Regions from separate parts of the Pelodiscus sinensis genome. Here region 2 is linked to region 1. The links are chromatin contacts, called in public Hi-C maps. All regions are on one chromosome and are shown on one strand. The core of a region is the stretch at or near the end of the contact, and the rest is flanking DNA. Distances in the headings are between cores, read along the strand shown. Region 1 holds the start of SDR16C5 (short chain dehydrogenase/reductase family 16C member 5). Region 2 holds the start of MOS (MOS proto-oncogene, serine/threonine kinase).

Evidence for each region. A called contact is a pair of places that touch in the nucleus more often than the background predicts.
Region 2: a Hi-C map of blood shows a contact between it and region 1, with 4 times the contacts expected there. The contact joins the promoter of MOS here to the promoter of SDR16C5 in region 1. A contact is called at or near these places in 3 of 5 Hi-C or Micro-C datasets (blood, liver and an unstated tissue).

The regions. Positions count from the first base shown.
Region 1 is chr2:64,271,419-64,278,753 of ASM4963464v1, forward strand. SDR16C5 (short chain dehydrogenase/reductase family 16C member 5) reads left to right here and starts at 5,900. Exons shown (of 7, transcript XM_075920665.1): 1 at 5,900-6,124.
Region 2 is chr2:64,409,790-64,417,402 of ASM4963464v1, forward strand. MOS (MOS proto-oncogene, serine/threonine kinase) reads left to right here and starts at 2,391. Exons shown (of 1, transcript XM_006126155.4): 1 at 2,391-3,773. The coding sequence starts at 2,539. The coding sequence ends at 3,588.

The sequences.
Region 1 (7,335 bases), core at 4,650-7,149:
AAACACGCTCCTCTGTGTTTAGGCAGCTAACAAACAGCTTTATTAATTAATAAAGCACAGCATGAGCCAAACGTGGTCACAGCAGAGCCAGACCCAGTAAGGCTGCTAATACAATCAATCCTAGTATCTTTATACCCTTAGCCAAACAGTCTGACGTCAGGGCATCCAATTACAGAAATCCTCAATTAAATTTGGAAAAACCAAACCTTATCAACAAGATGGCGGACAGGTGCGAGGGAGTACATCTCCTGTCCCAACCAGCCCAATTAACACATCCCAATAGCCCATCCTGTAGGCCTCTTCTCACGGGGTGACAGAAAGTTCACTCTGGTCTACGTGCTTGAGAGAAAAGCTGAAATGGTTTCTGATATACAAGATGGCTTCTAGCTAAACATGAAAATGGTTTCTACACCAGGACACTGAAGAATCTAATGCTCAAACTTCCTGATCCCCCACTGCTCTCCTATATTGCTTTTACTTCCAATTAGAAACTGTACATTTGTCTGCCTTATGACTCAGATACATATATATATATATATATACACACACACACACACTAGCTGGAGTTACCTGGCGTTGCTCGGGACAGTTGATATAACTGAGGTGAAGGGTCTGAGAGGAGGGAGGGGGAAGGGAGCCGTTCACCTGCCGCTGGCGCCTGAGCCTGCCCTCCACTTCCTTGTCCCTCCACCGGTCTTAGTGAGTGACTGTCCCCGCCACTTCCCCTGGGAAGCCACTTCTCCCCATACTGCCAAGCTCGGTGCAGCCAGGGGAGAGGAGTTGGTCTCTCATCTCTTCCCTCCCAAAGTCCCTTAAAACCTTCTCCTGGATGACAGGTTATTCCTCCACCGGCCTTAGTGAGAGACTGTCCCCGCCACTTCTCCTGGGAAGCCGCTTCTCCCCGCACTGCTAAGCTCCGTGCAGTCCCGGGGAGAAGTGTCCGTCTCTAATCTCTTCCCTCCTACAGTACCTTAAAACTTTCTCCTGGAGGAAAGGTTATCCCATGCAAAATTTGGTTGTGGTAGCTCTTATAGGGTATGTCTAGATTACAGCCAGTTCTGTCGACAAAGCAAGCCGCTTTGTCAACATGACAGTGTAGACAAAAAGGACAGAGTAGATGCAATAACGCCTTCTGTGGACAGAACTTTCCATCCCAAAGAGCACTCAAGAGTGCTCCCAGGAGCCTGCCAGGAACCTCAAAAGGCATGCACTAGTCTGGGCTGGGGCAGAGATCCTGGCCCTCCTCAAGGTGTGAGGTAAGGAAGAGAACCTCCAGGAGCTCCACTCCAGATGGTGCAATGCTGATATTTATGGCCAGATGGATGAAAGCCTAGTTACAAAGGGCCATACCTGGATCCAGGAGCAGGCCCAGAGTAAAGAAAAAGAGCTCCACCAGGCATACGCCAGTGGGAGGGAGCGCAGCTCACACTTGGGGGTAGGACCCCACTTCTGCCCTTCACCACATCCTGAGAGGCAGTGCGGCCCTTCCCCTTCCCCTTCCCCACCTCTGGTAATGGACTCAGGGCTGGAGACACCCGTTGTCACTCACCTGGGGGTCCCAGCCAAGGAGGAGGACACGGCCAGCACGGTGACCACCATCACCCTGGAGCCGGTACCCCACGGCCTGGATGTGTCTCAGGCATTTTCTGAGGCCAGGGAAGGATCATCAGGCGAATGGTCTTAGTTTGCTCACACACACAGGGTGGGGGTGGCAGGTGCTGAGGGGCTGAGGTGTGATCATCGCTCAGCTTTTTGGCCTGGGCATCGCGCTACAGTCTGTGCATGTGGAGGCATGTGCAGCGCTAGTCTGCGCCACACAGCCTCAAGAGGCAGCACCAGAGCACCCTGGGCTCCTACACACAGGCTCTGGGGAGGCCGGTCACACTTCTTACCCATGGGGGAAACGGGGGGATGCCCCCCCACACACACTCACTGGAGTGCTGCACACAGCACACCTGCATGCTTGAGGCAGCATGCACTCTGGGGGGAGGAGGGGACAGCATTGCCAGGCGCAGATGTGTCTGCTGCTCACACACACACCCTTGTCCCCTGTCACCCAGTGGCCAGGGATACAAGGTCTCTCCCCTTGGGATACCACCACTGCTGGAGCTGACGTGTGTATGGCACCGATGGAAGCCTAAGCAGCTCGAGGCCCCCATCCCCGCCATCAGATCCCATTGTGACCGGCAAATTTCCATGCCTGCTTGTCCATGTGATGTGGGGAGGCAGGAAGCCTGGTACCCTGGGCACATCTGGGCTTCTGTAAAACAGGGCCCGCTGTCCAGGTCACACATAGCCTTGCTCCCAGGACACCTTCTTCTGACCTGGGAACTGTTGGTCTCAGCTCACAGATGAAGGCAACGCCTCAGGGAGAGTGTCTCCAGGGTTGACTGACCCTCTGTCTTTATTGTCTCCAGCCAGACCAGCTATGACTTTGGGGCAGGCTATGCCACCTGAGCCAGCCGCCCGACCCCAGGGGAGCCGCAGGTGCCAGAGAGCCCAGGAGGACCTCATGAGGGAGCATGTCTCCATCCTCCAGGACATGCTGGAGACACTGGCCCAGAAAGTCCAGGATGACATGCAGTGGCAGACAGACATGTTGATGGGGTTGCTGCAGCAGGGACACATGTGCGTGACCGTCCAGGCTCTCCTGACCCACCTGGAGCCAGCTTCTGCTCCTTTTCCAGACTGTTACCGGTCCTGCTTCCGCTCCCATGCCTGACCCTGCTCCAGCTTCCCTCCCCCCGCTTATCCCCCTAGACTCCCTGGGTCCCCCCACCCCCAAGGTTGCTGAGGTCCCCGCACATGAGGCTGAGGAAGCACCTTAGCAATGTGCCACTCCCAGCCCCAGCCCTGAGCCTCTCTTCCCCCCCTCCAAGGTTCTCAGCCCCCACCTCTCCCCTCCTTGGTTCTAAGACCCCCTACCCTGTTGGGCCTGCCAGATGGCAGCTGTGCACAGATGCTCAAAGGCCCTTCCCTCCTGTCCGTCCTCTGTCCCCGACCCTGGAAGGAATGCCTCCTCCTTCCTCTCCACTATGTTGTGGAGCTCAAAATATGCAGACACCACCTGGGGGATGTTTTGCTCCCCCACATCCAGGCGAGTCAGGAGGCACCTGAACATTGCCTTCAGATGCCCGAAGGCGCACTCTGCCTACATGTGGGCCCTGCCCAGGTGGGTAATGAAGTGGTCCTTGCTCGGATCAAGGTGGCCAGTGTAGGGTTTCATTAGCCATGGCATGAGGGGGTAGGCCGCGTCCCCCACAATGCACAGTGGCATGTCCACATCCCCAACTCTGATGCTTTGCTCAGAGAGGAAAGTGCCAGCCTCCAGCTTGCAAAAGAGGCTGGAGTTTCTGAAGACATGGGTGTCATATGCCTTCCCCGACCAGCCAACGAAGACATCTGAGAACTGGCCTCAGTGGTCAAGCAGGGCCTGCAGGATCATTGAAAAGTATCCCTTTCGGTTGATGTATTGTGATACCTGGTGGTCGGGGGCCCGGATGGGGATGTGGGTGCTATGAATAACCCCTCCTTCCCGGCAGCCAGGGAAGCCCATAGTGGCAAAGCCAGTGACAATGGGGTCCACATCACCCAGTGGATGACCCCGCACAGCAGGACTGTGTTGATAGCCCTCACCACCTGCAGAAGGAGACAAAAAACAAACAAAACAGAGAATCAAAGGGGGTGCCAGAGCCCTTGGGAGGTCCCTGATCCCTCTCCCTCCTTCCCCCCTCCACAAACACCCCAGGAGCTGCCCCTATGAAGTCCCCTTTCCCCCCTCACCCCCCCCGCAGGGCTGTGTGAAGGCAGGACTGCAGAACCCCTGCCACTCCCACCCTCTCTTTCCCTATGGCCCCCCCTTTCCATTACTCCCCTCCCCCCGCCCGGGACTGTAGTCCAAGAGCACCATACCTGCATGACAAGGGCCCTGATGGTAGACTTCCTCATGCCAAACTGGTTCCCAACGGATTGGTAACTGTCCTGCATTGCGAGCTTCCAGAGAGTGATGGCGACCCTCTGGGGGGATGGGAGGGCCGCATCTGCGTGTCCCATTGTGTGAGGTCAGGGGTGAGCCAGTTACACAACTCCAGAAACGTCTCCTTCCTCATAAGGAAGCTCTGGAGCCACTGCTGGTCATCCCACCATTCCATGACGAGCCAGTCCCACCAATCAGAACTGGTATCCTGCCACCAGAACCAGCACTCCATGGTAGGGTGCATCTGAAAGAGTTGCAGTCCCAGACGCATGTTGAGGGTTTCCTCAAGCAGCTCGGGGTTGTGTTCCTGAAGGACCTGGAGAGCAGCCTGCAGAAACTGCAGCACAACAGCATCTTAAAGACTAACAAAATATGTAGATGGTATCATGAGTTTTTGTGGGCACAACCCACGTGTCATTGTGAGTTGTGGCCACGAAAGTTCGTGGTACCATCTACATGTTTTGTTAGTCTTTAAGGTGCTGCTCGACTATTCATTGTTTTTTTAAGTTTCTCCAGTTAACTAACTTGGCTACCCCTCTGAAGCTTTTGCAGCAAGACAGTCAGGGGCCATCACATGCCCAGAGGCAGCTCCGATTCCATAGTGGGTTGTGCTGTGGTGTCCAAAGGCAGGGCAACCAAAGCACACAATGGCAATGATTTGCTGTCCCTCAGAGAGATAGGCAAGCAAGCAGAATAACTTGAGAAACAGCTGTACAGGAGAGGTCCCTTTAAGCAGGCAACGCAAGCAGCAGCTCCAGGAAGTGACTGCTGACTTAATGCCTGCCTGAACTGGTTCTGGGTGACCTTAAATGTAAGATAGGGTCCAATCAGTGTTGTCTATTTCTAAATAGCAAATGGCTATTTTGTTGTGCTTTTTTGTGTGTAGACATGCAATTTCAAAATATGCTATTCCGGAAGATTTCTTCTGGGGAAGCTTATTCTGAAAGAAGATGCCATGTAGACATACCCTAACAGATTGATGTGGGCATAAACTTTTGTAGATCAAAACCACTTTGTCAAAAGTTTCCTGTGTCAAAACCACTTCCTGCATCTGACCAACTGGTTTTGAGCCTCAAATGCCCAATAAATCTGTTATTGAGTCTTTAAAGGACCCACAAAACTCTGTGTTGTAAAAACAAGGGAGCAATTTTAAAAAATCCAACATCGATTCGATTTAATCCTTGTAAATCATTATCAAGCTCTGTGTGAGAGTGACAAGAACTGCTTTTCCCTTTATCTTCCTCCCCGCCCTTATTGGGGGGGAGAGCGTGAAGAATGGATGGAAGACTGCCTCCACGTGATATTTAAAAGTTAGGGGGCGGCTCACTGTCGCTAATGCTCTCCTGGTTTGTGTGATTCTGTGGGCAGGTTCATGACAGAAAGGTGGAGGAAGGAATCATTGTATCATTTGATCCACGGGATCATGTTTTCCATGGTGTTTCCCTCAGCAGCATGGCGGAAGCTCACTGCCCCTTCCTGCAGCCTCCGGTTGGTGGAAATTCCCTCCCCAAACACCAAATCCCAACCACGACAAACCTAGGGAAATGATGTAGCCAGATACTCCAAAAAAAAAATGTCTACCCCCCAACTTTTTAAAATTATGAACATAGAAAAAGAGGCTGGTCGTTGGTAGCCCTGGAGCAGTCAGGCTGGGCATCAGGGCTGGCAGCGTTCCCAAACCCGGTCATCAGTGCCGCGGATCCACTGTCACACGGATCCTTGTCGGTGCTGCAAGCCGGGCCGCTTGCCGGTGGATAGTGTTTCTGTCGTTGCACCGGCCAGCTGTGTGCGGATGCATCCGTCTACTGGTGCAATGCGCCCTAGGAGGCAAACTCCCCAGGGGCGGGCGGAACCCCTGTTCCCCCGCGTCTAACCCGCTCCGGGCTTAGGGGACGGCAACGTAGCAGGGCTGGAACCTCCCCGTTTCCACCGCTGCACGCTCCCCTCCCCCTTTCCCGCGCGGAGCGGAAGGGACCCGGGCTGCGATTCGCCCCGCTCCGAGATGGGTGGCGCCTGCTCCCGGGAATTTTCTGGCACAGCGGAGCGCGAGCGCTGCAGGAGGCGGGGAAGGGCGTTTAGCAGGGGCCGCTGCCGGGAGCTGCTGCGTCTGCACCGGAGCGCGAGCGGCCGCGGGGAGCTGCCCGCGCGGTGAGTGGGGGCGCGGCTCTGCCGGTCCCGCGGGCGCTGCAGGGAGGCCGGGTTCCCAGCTCCTGAGTGTCCCGGGGCAGCTGGCGCGTCCGCCTTCGCTTGGGTTAGTCGGCTGGGCTGGCTGCAGGGCGGTGCCCGGGCCGGGAGAGAAGGCTGGGGCCCCGCGCTCCACTTCTAAGCGGGAGGTGGTCTCCGGAGCTTCCTGCCGGGCAGCGCTGGAGACTGGCGGGCAAAACACGCCTTGCGGTTAGCAGCTTGGCTGAGCTTTTGAAGGGGGAGGGGGGCGGAAGCTGGGTGATGGGAGGCTGGCAAGGGCCTCGAGAGGCGGCAGGCTTGCAGAAAAGCCTCCTCCCCCTCCCCCACTCAAGCTCTTTTCGCCCTTTCCCCTCTAAACTGCCCAAGGTTCCGAGAGGGACTTTGGATGGGGGGGGTGGGAGTTTGTTGCAGAAGCGGGGAAGGGCTCAGGGAAGGGTTGTTAGCGGCTACCTGGGAAATGGTAAACCATTGCTTGTGGCTTAACCGCCCTACATAACCACAACAGCCTTCCCCCCACTCCTCCGTGCGCTTTGCATTTTAAACTCCAGCGGGCAGGCTGGCTCAGTCCCAGCCCGCTGGTCCAAGTTGTAAATGAAGAGCAAGAATGGGGAGCCACCTGCTTCTCCCCCCCCCCCCAGCAGGTAGCTCCGGCCCCCACAGACAAGGGCTGCTGCTGTATCAGAGGCAACATAGCAGGGCATCAGGAAGCAGACCAGTGGACTTTTTTCAAAAAAATTTCACCTGTATCTAGACTGCCACCGCATTCTTTCGAAATTAAATCGAAAGAATGCAGCAGGTTTTTTTTACAGTGGTAAACCTCATTTTATGAGGGAGATTGCCTTTTTTCAAAAGAGCTCTTTTGAAAAAAGGCGTTCTTGACCACAAACAGGGCTTTTTTGAAAGAGAGCATCCAGGTAGCCTGGGTGCTCTCTTTGAAAAAAAGCGGATCTCTTTTTCAAAAAAGTGTGGCTGTCTAAACTATCTTTCAAAAGAAGTTTTTTTTTGTTTTTGAAAGATTCTTTCAAAAACTTCTTTCGAAAGATAATCTGGACATATCCTGAGTGAGTGGTACTGTAACTGCTAGTGCTTTCCATCTGTCAGTGTAGACATGGCCTACCTGAAAACATTAATGTAGTAATCTGGGAGCACCAACTTGCTAAATTTTACTGAACTTT
Region 2 (7,613 bases), core at 1,141-3,640, 130 kb after region 1:
CTGTTTTACATGAATTCTGCCATGTATTTCATGTAATAGCAGTCTTGGATGATGACCCAGCACATGATTGTTTTAAGAACACTTTCACTGCAGATTTGACATGCAAAAAAAGTACCAATGTGAGATTTCTAAGGATAGCTACAGCACTCAACTCAAGGTTTAAGAATCTGAAGTACCTTCCAAAATCAGAAAGGGACAAGGTGCAGAGCAATACTGCACTATGCACCCCCCTGCGATCGCCCCCCCAAAAGAAAATCAGTCTTCTGCTGGTAGCATCTGATGAAAGTGAACATGCATCAGGCCACATTGCTTTGGATCATTGTCAAGCAGAACCCATCGTCAGCATGGATTCATGTCCTGTGGAAAGATGGTGGAAGCATGAAGCAAATGAATCCTTAGTGCATCTGGCATGTAAATATCTTATAAAATCAGCTATGATAGTGCCATGAGAATGCCTGTTTTCACTTTCAAGTGACACTGTAAACAAGAAGTGGGCAGCATTATCTCCTGCAATTGTAAACAAACTTGTTTGTCTGAGTGCTTGACTGGACAAGAAGTAGGACTGAGTGGACTTGTAGGCTCTAAAGTTTTACATTGTTTTCTTTTTGAGTGCAGTTTTTATATATGATTCTACATTTGTAAATTGAATTTTCATGATAAAGAGACTGAACTACAGTATTTGTATGAGATGAACTGAAAAATACTATTTTGTTTTTACAGCATCAGTATGTAATCAAAGATAAATATAGTGATCACTGTACTCTTTGTATTCTGTGTTTTAATTCAAATCAACCTATTTAAAAATGTAGAAAAGATTCAAAATATTTAAATAAACAGTATTCTATTACTGTTTAACAGCATAATGAATCACGTTTAATATTTTTAATCATTTGACAGCACCAGTTCTTAATTTAAATATTCCTTTATATAATCCTCCAAACCTCTCATGCAGCATTCAAAAGGGCTGGAGCGCACAAAATCTACTAGACTGTCGTCCCCCCTCTCCTCCCGCAAGGCTCTGGTGTGCAAGGGAAATGTGGAGAACCCTTTCCCATTGGGGACCGCCTCAATGAGAGGTGGTTTTTTTCCGCTTCTCACTTGTGTGAAGCCCCCTGACTGACTTTTTTGTGGGTCAGCAGCCCCTGACCCAAACAAGGTTGCCCATCCTTGTTTTAACCACTGGGCCACTTGTCTTTCAGGATATATTGCTCTTGGTGCAAACACTGTTTTCACTGGCCTATAGAACTGCAGTGGTAGAACATGATGGTCTCCCAAGGAACGTAATCACAACAAGCACGTACGCACATCTACAGATAAAGCACACTCCAGGACTTGATGCAGCAAAGACAAAACTAAGTCTGTAAGAGAGACTTCTCCATTCTCTTTCTCCTGGCCACATGCTGCTTCACACTTCATCTTCTCCCTACTTTTCCACTGCCTCTTCCTCCCCTCTTGCTTTTCCCCCCAAGCTCCTATCTACTTCATCATGCACACTTCTGCCTCATCATACCCACAACTTTCACCCTCTGCTGTCTTGTCTATATTATCTATAAGCTCTTTAGGGTAGGAAAAAGTCTCTTACCCCCTTTAGATTTATGTTAAAAAATGACATTTTCTATAATCTGCTCTGCCCTTAGAGCAAGACTGAGTGGTATGGCCCTGGAAGCTGACAGTGTGGGGATCCCTATTCTAGGGTGCCCTGACACTTTTTAAATGCACTATTATCGACATCTATAATTCCCCAACAAAATCTAGATTCCTATTCCTTTCTCACATTGCACCCTTTCACCATCATCATAATTGTCCCTCACCAAAAGCAGGAAAAAATGACAGGCTTTGCAGCATGCCCCAAAGACATAGCATTAGGATATTTTGAATGAAAATATTTCCACTGAGGTCAGTGGGCACCAGCCTCTTATCTTGTATCATGAGCTCAAAAGTGGCTTTACTAACCAAGTAGGACATGAGAAGGGAAAGGTAATTTCACAAATAGGGAAGCCATCTTTGCCACCAATCATTCTCTTAACAGACTTCTCAGTATTGGCTTTCTCAGTTTCAACTGCTTCCTCCAGTAATAACTGAGAGGTGTTTAATGCACCTGGTGACTATCATTCTTGCCAACAGTGAAACATTTTACTTGGTCACTGTAGTCCATTCACTCATGGGATATTTTCTAATGACAGTCAGTTGGGGGTACTTGAAGTAACATTTTCTCCTGGGAAGAAAAATGAATACAAAAGGCCAGTATCTCATAATGTGAGTTGACATATTTTAGCCTAAATCCCATTTGTATCAAAGAGCTTTCTTTAAAAGCCTTGATTCGAGTGGAATTTGCTTTTGGAGTTGGAGAAAAGTGTTTGCAGCTGAAACTGATTGGGGTTCAGGTACTTGGTGACAGATGCAGCTTATTTGGGAGGAGAGAGGAGGGGGAATAAAAGAGGCTCTGGAAACAACTACTTTGTTCCTCTTTTTCAGGAGGCTCTTAGCCATTCTTTCTTTGTTTTTAAATACAGCTCTTGTTCTTATTCCTATCTCACTATGCCATCCCCTAGCCCTCTTAATAGTTTTCTTTCCCTGGAGTTTTCCCCTTCTCTGGACCTGAGGCCCTGCAGTAGTCCCCTGGTACTCCCTGGTAGAGGCGGAAAACTCTTCTTGGGGGGAACTCCGCCGCCGAGGGCTCGTCGGCTGCCTCCCCGCCTGGCATGGTGCTCTATAGACTGGGATCAATTGTGCCTACTACACCCCTTGGGCTCTGGGGGCTTTGGGGCCGTCTACAAGGCTACTTACCGTGGGGAGACGGTGGCTGTGAAGCAGGTGAAGAAGTGCAGCAAAAACCGGCTGGCATCACGGCAAAGTTTCTGGGCTGAACTGAATGTGGCCCGCCTCCTCCATGACAATGTGGTACGTGTTGTAGCTGCCAGCACCTGTGCTCCTGCCAGCCAAGACAGCCTGGGCACCATAATCATGGAATATACTGGCCGCACTACCCTCCACCATGTCATCTATGGTATGGGCTGCCTGCGGGGAAAGGGAGAGGATGAATGGGATGGGTGTGGCAGAGAACCCCTAAGCATAACTGACTCCCTGGCTTATTGCTCTGACATTGTGACTGGTTTAGCCTTCCTCCACTCACAATGCATTGTGCACCTGGACCTGAAGCCTGCTAATGTGTTCATCACTGAGCAGGGTGTGTGCAAGATCGGAGACTTTGGGTGCTCCCAAAAGTTGGAGAATAGTGTGTCCCCAGGTCCCCAGCTTTGCCAGCAGGGGGGCACATATACCCACCGTGCCCCTGAGCTTCTCAAAGGGGAGAGGGTCACACCCAAAGCAGACATTTATTCTTTTGCTATCACCTTCTGGCAAATGGTTACCCGTGAGCAGCCTTACTCGGGTGAGCGCCAATATGTGCTCTATGCGGTGGTAGCCTATAACTTGCGTCCTTCTCTGGCTGCTGCAATCTTCTCTGAGACAGTCTCAGGCCAAAGACTTGAGACCATTATCAGTAGTTGCTGGAGATCTGATGCAGAGGAACGTCCCAGTGCAGAAATGCTGCTTCAAAGCCTCCATTCACTGCAAGATAGACAATAGCAGGTTCTGTGGTGTCTCTTTCTTCTTCTTTTTCCCTTTTATGCCTGGCTTTTCTCTTGATCCTTTTTGTGTGTGTGTGTGTGGCTGCATTAGCATATTGTGGATCTGACCTCTATTTTGTCCAAAGAGGTTAAAAAAAATGTACCTGTTGATTGAGATTTCTATAAATAAAGTGATTAAAATTAGCTTGGTCAGTGTTGAGGAAATACATAGAGGCAGGACTGTCCAAAATGTGTCTGCTATATCATCTGCCTTGCCCAGGAGAAAACAGAATTTTGGTTTTGAACTATGGTATTTGAGGGGTGAAGTATGACTGTTAAGCCACCAAAAAGCATTTTTATAAATGCCTCAGACCAGAGTGATAGGCATCTTGTAACAATCTAGCTAACTATTTGCAAAATGTGAGATGGAGGCAGTATTTTCAACTGCCTCTGAAAATCTCTTCATGTATCTGTCTATTGATAACCTTCCTTCTCATTCCCAATTCTCCCAACAGATACGGATCATACATCCTATAAGTAGATGTACCGAGAACAGTCAGACATTGAAGATAACCTTTCTTCCTCCACTTCCCCAAATGTCAATTCATTTTATGTGTGATGAGTTAGGAATAAGGATGTTGGGTCACTTGTGTGCCTGTTTAGCACCCTGGCAACAAAGTAAGATGGTTTTTCATCAATTTAAGTTCTTAAAGATAAACTGACTCTACAAATGCTGTATTAGCAGGTGTATTGAGTTAAGAAAAGGCTGCAGTGTTGCCAGCTGTTAAGGTGAATCTATTTGTGATGGTTTACTTAAAACACTGCCCCCTGTAGTCTATGGAAAATCACAGCTTTCACAAACTGCTAAAAAACTCTGAAAAGAAATAAAGAACCAAATACTTTAAAGCCAAACTCTTGATTTTTGGGGGGCCTGATTCACAACTTTTTAAATACTGGGGGTTGGCACTAAGGAAGACATTTTAGAACTGCTAGGAAGGAAGCTGCCGTAACAACATAAACGTTTTAGAGAGATTCTAATTGGGGAAACTAGTACTGCTAGATTATCACACCTCCCCTGTGTCTTATCCATCTGTTGCATCTTGGCATAACCTGTGCTGAAAGTTTTCTGGGGGCAAAGGCTGACTCTACGAGTGTTTGCAGAGTGCCTAGAATAATGGTGTCTTGATACTGAATTGGGGTCACAATAACTGACACATTCTGGATGATTAGTGTTGTAAGACTGAATTGGAACTGTGAAGACAGCTATAGTCTGTACTCTTTCAGCTCTTCTCTTCATAGCTCATTTTGGGAAGCTGGGAAGCTGTGGTTCAGTGCAATTTTGTTATTTCTCACTCATTTCCATTCCTTAAAGAATTAATGTATTACAAGTCAGAAAGTTACTGATTTGTTCACTTCTTATGAAGTATTGGAAATAGGTTCTTGTCATTTGGAGTTGGAAATGCTAATCTTCAATATGAAAATGTCTGTGGCTTGTTGATCACAGAATTTTGCATATTTAAAAGGTACTCCTAAATCTTCTACATAATATTTATTATTGAGGGCTTTGAGAAGCATACCGGCATGTAGAAAACTGTAAAGGTAAATATTAGACTTGGTCTTCCATGTTTCTTGTTTCCTTCAAAACCTGCTTTATGGAGAGGTCATTGTGTGGCAATTTCACAGTGTACCATAATCACTTGCCCCATAATACTGTACAACTTAAATCGAGAGTCTTATGAATTTTAACATACTGTTACCATATTGAGTCGCATGGCTGTCTTGGAACTTAGTGATCAGAGTGCATTTAATGTAAAACCTAATTTAGAACAGCTAATCTTCACCAAGCTACTAATGGTCTGCAGACATAATGTTTTAAGCTAGTGACACCTAGTGTTCTAGTGATAGAAATGTAGCCGTGTTAGTCTGGGGTAGTTGAAGCAAAATGCAGGACAATGTAGCACTTTAAAGACTAACAAGATGGTTTATTAGATGATGAGCTTTCGTGGGCCAGACCCACTTCCTCAGATCAAATAGTGGAAGAAAGTAGTCACAACCATATATACCAAAGGATACAATTTAAAAAAAATGAACAAATATGAAAAGGACAAATCACATTGCAGAACAGAAGGGGGATGCGGGGGGGGGGGGGGGGGGGGGGAGGAAGGAAGGTAAGTGTCTGTGAATTGCTGATATTAAAGGTAGGGAGAGTGGGATGTTTGTGAGTTAATGGTATTACAGGTGATAATTGGGGAAACTGTCTTGGTAATGGGTGAGAAAGTTCAAAGACTTGTTAAGTCCTTGTTGGTAAGTGTCGAATTTTAACATGAATGACAGTTCAGAGGATTCCCTTTCAAGTGCAGATGTAAAAGGTCTTTGTAGCAGAATGCAGGTGGCTAAGTCATTTAGAGAGTGTCCTTTCTGGTTAAAGTGGCAAGAAACTGTTTTCTCTTTGTGATCTTGTCTGATATCTGTTTTGTGGGCATTAATCCTTTGGCGAAGTGTCTGAGATGTTTGTCCAATGTACATAGCAGACGGACACTTTCGGCACATGATAGCGTAGATTATATTTCTGGATGCGCAGGAATATTGGAACAGGATACCATACTCAAAGAGGCTCTGGGAGACAGACCCATAGTCTCCTATAGACAGCCACCTAACCTCAAGATGATTCTTACCAACCACCACAGGACATACCACACTAATACCAACCCTGGTACCTTCCCTTGCAACAAACCCCGTTGCCAGCTTTGTCCACACATTCATTCTGCTGATGCCATTATTGGACCTAACCAAGTGAGTTATAAGATCAAGAACACATATTCCTGCGCATCCAGAAATATAATCTACGCTATCATGTGCCGAAAGTGTCCGTCTGCTATGTACATTGGACAAACATCTCAGACACTTCGCCAAAGGATTAATGCCCACAAAACAGATATCAGACAAGATCACAAAGAGAAAACAGTTTCTTGCCACTTTAACCAGAAAGGACACTCTCTAAATGACTTAGCCACCTGCATTCTGCTACAAAGACCTTTTACATCTGCACTTGAAAGGGAATCCTCTGAACTGTCATTCATGTTAAAATTCGACACTTACCAACAAGGACTTAACAAGTCTTTGAACTTTCTCACCCATTACCAAGACAGTTTCCCCAATTATCACCTGTAATACCATTAACTCACAAACATCCCACTCTCCCTACCTTTAATATCAGCAATTCACAGACACTTACCTTCCTTCCTCCCCCCCCCCCCCCCGCATCCCCCTTCTGTTCTGCAATGTGATTTGTCCTTTTCATATTTGTTAATTTTTTTAAATTGTATCCTTTGGTATATATGGTTGTGACTACTTTCTTCCACTATTTGATCTGAGGAAGTGGGTCTGGCCCACGAAAGCTCATCATCTAATAAACCATCTTGTTAGTCTTTAAAGTGCTACATTGTCCTGCATTTTGCTTCACCTAGTGTTCTGAATGTGAAACACCATAAGACTAATAGATCTCAGCTTCTACAGTAGTTTCTGGTATCAGACTCTGGGTTCCCTGGCACTAAGCACTGGACAAATGTTGTCTGTTTAGACAAGTCTTAAAAAGCAAAGTGTCTAGAGTGTAAAAGTATCAAGCTGGAAAAACAAACTTTTTGGAACTTAAGCAGCCTCCCCTCCCTCCCCCCAAAAATATTCTTAGCCAGTGTGGGGGGAGGGGGCGAAGAAATCAGAAGCTAGAGCTATGATGGGGGGGCTGGACAAACATTTGAGCTTCCTGAACAGAAAGAGGGATCTGATAGCTATAAGAAATCTTAGGAATGAAGTGGCAAGATTCATTTACAGTATGGCTGCCTGGGGAAAGGATTCTGAGATGCTGCTGCAATTATGGGCTTGGTCACCAGGTTATTTTCAAATTGGTATTCTCAAATTGCCAGAGAGGTGAGACTATTGGGTGACTTAATCCAACCTCTCATTTCCTGAGAAGGTTGCTACTGGTCCCTTTTAAAGGGCTTCACTAGCTTTTGTAGAAACTTTGGGGGTGGCTTATAGCAGTTC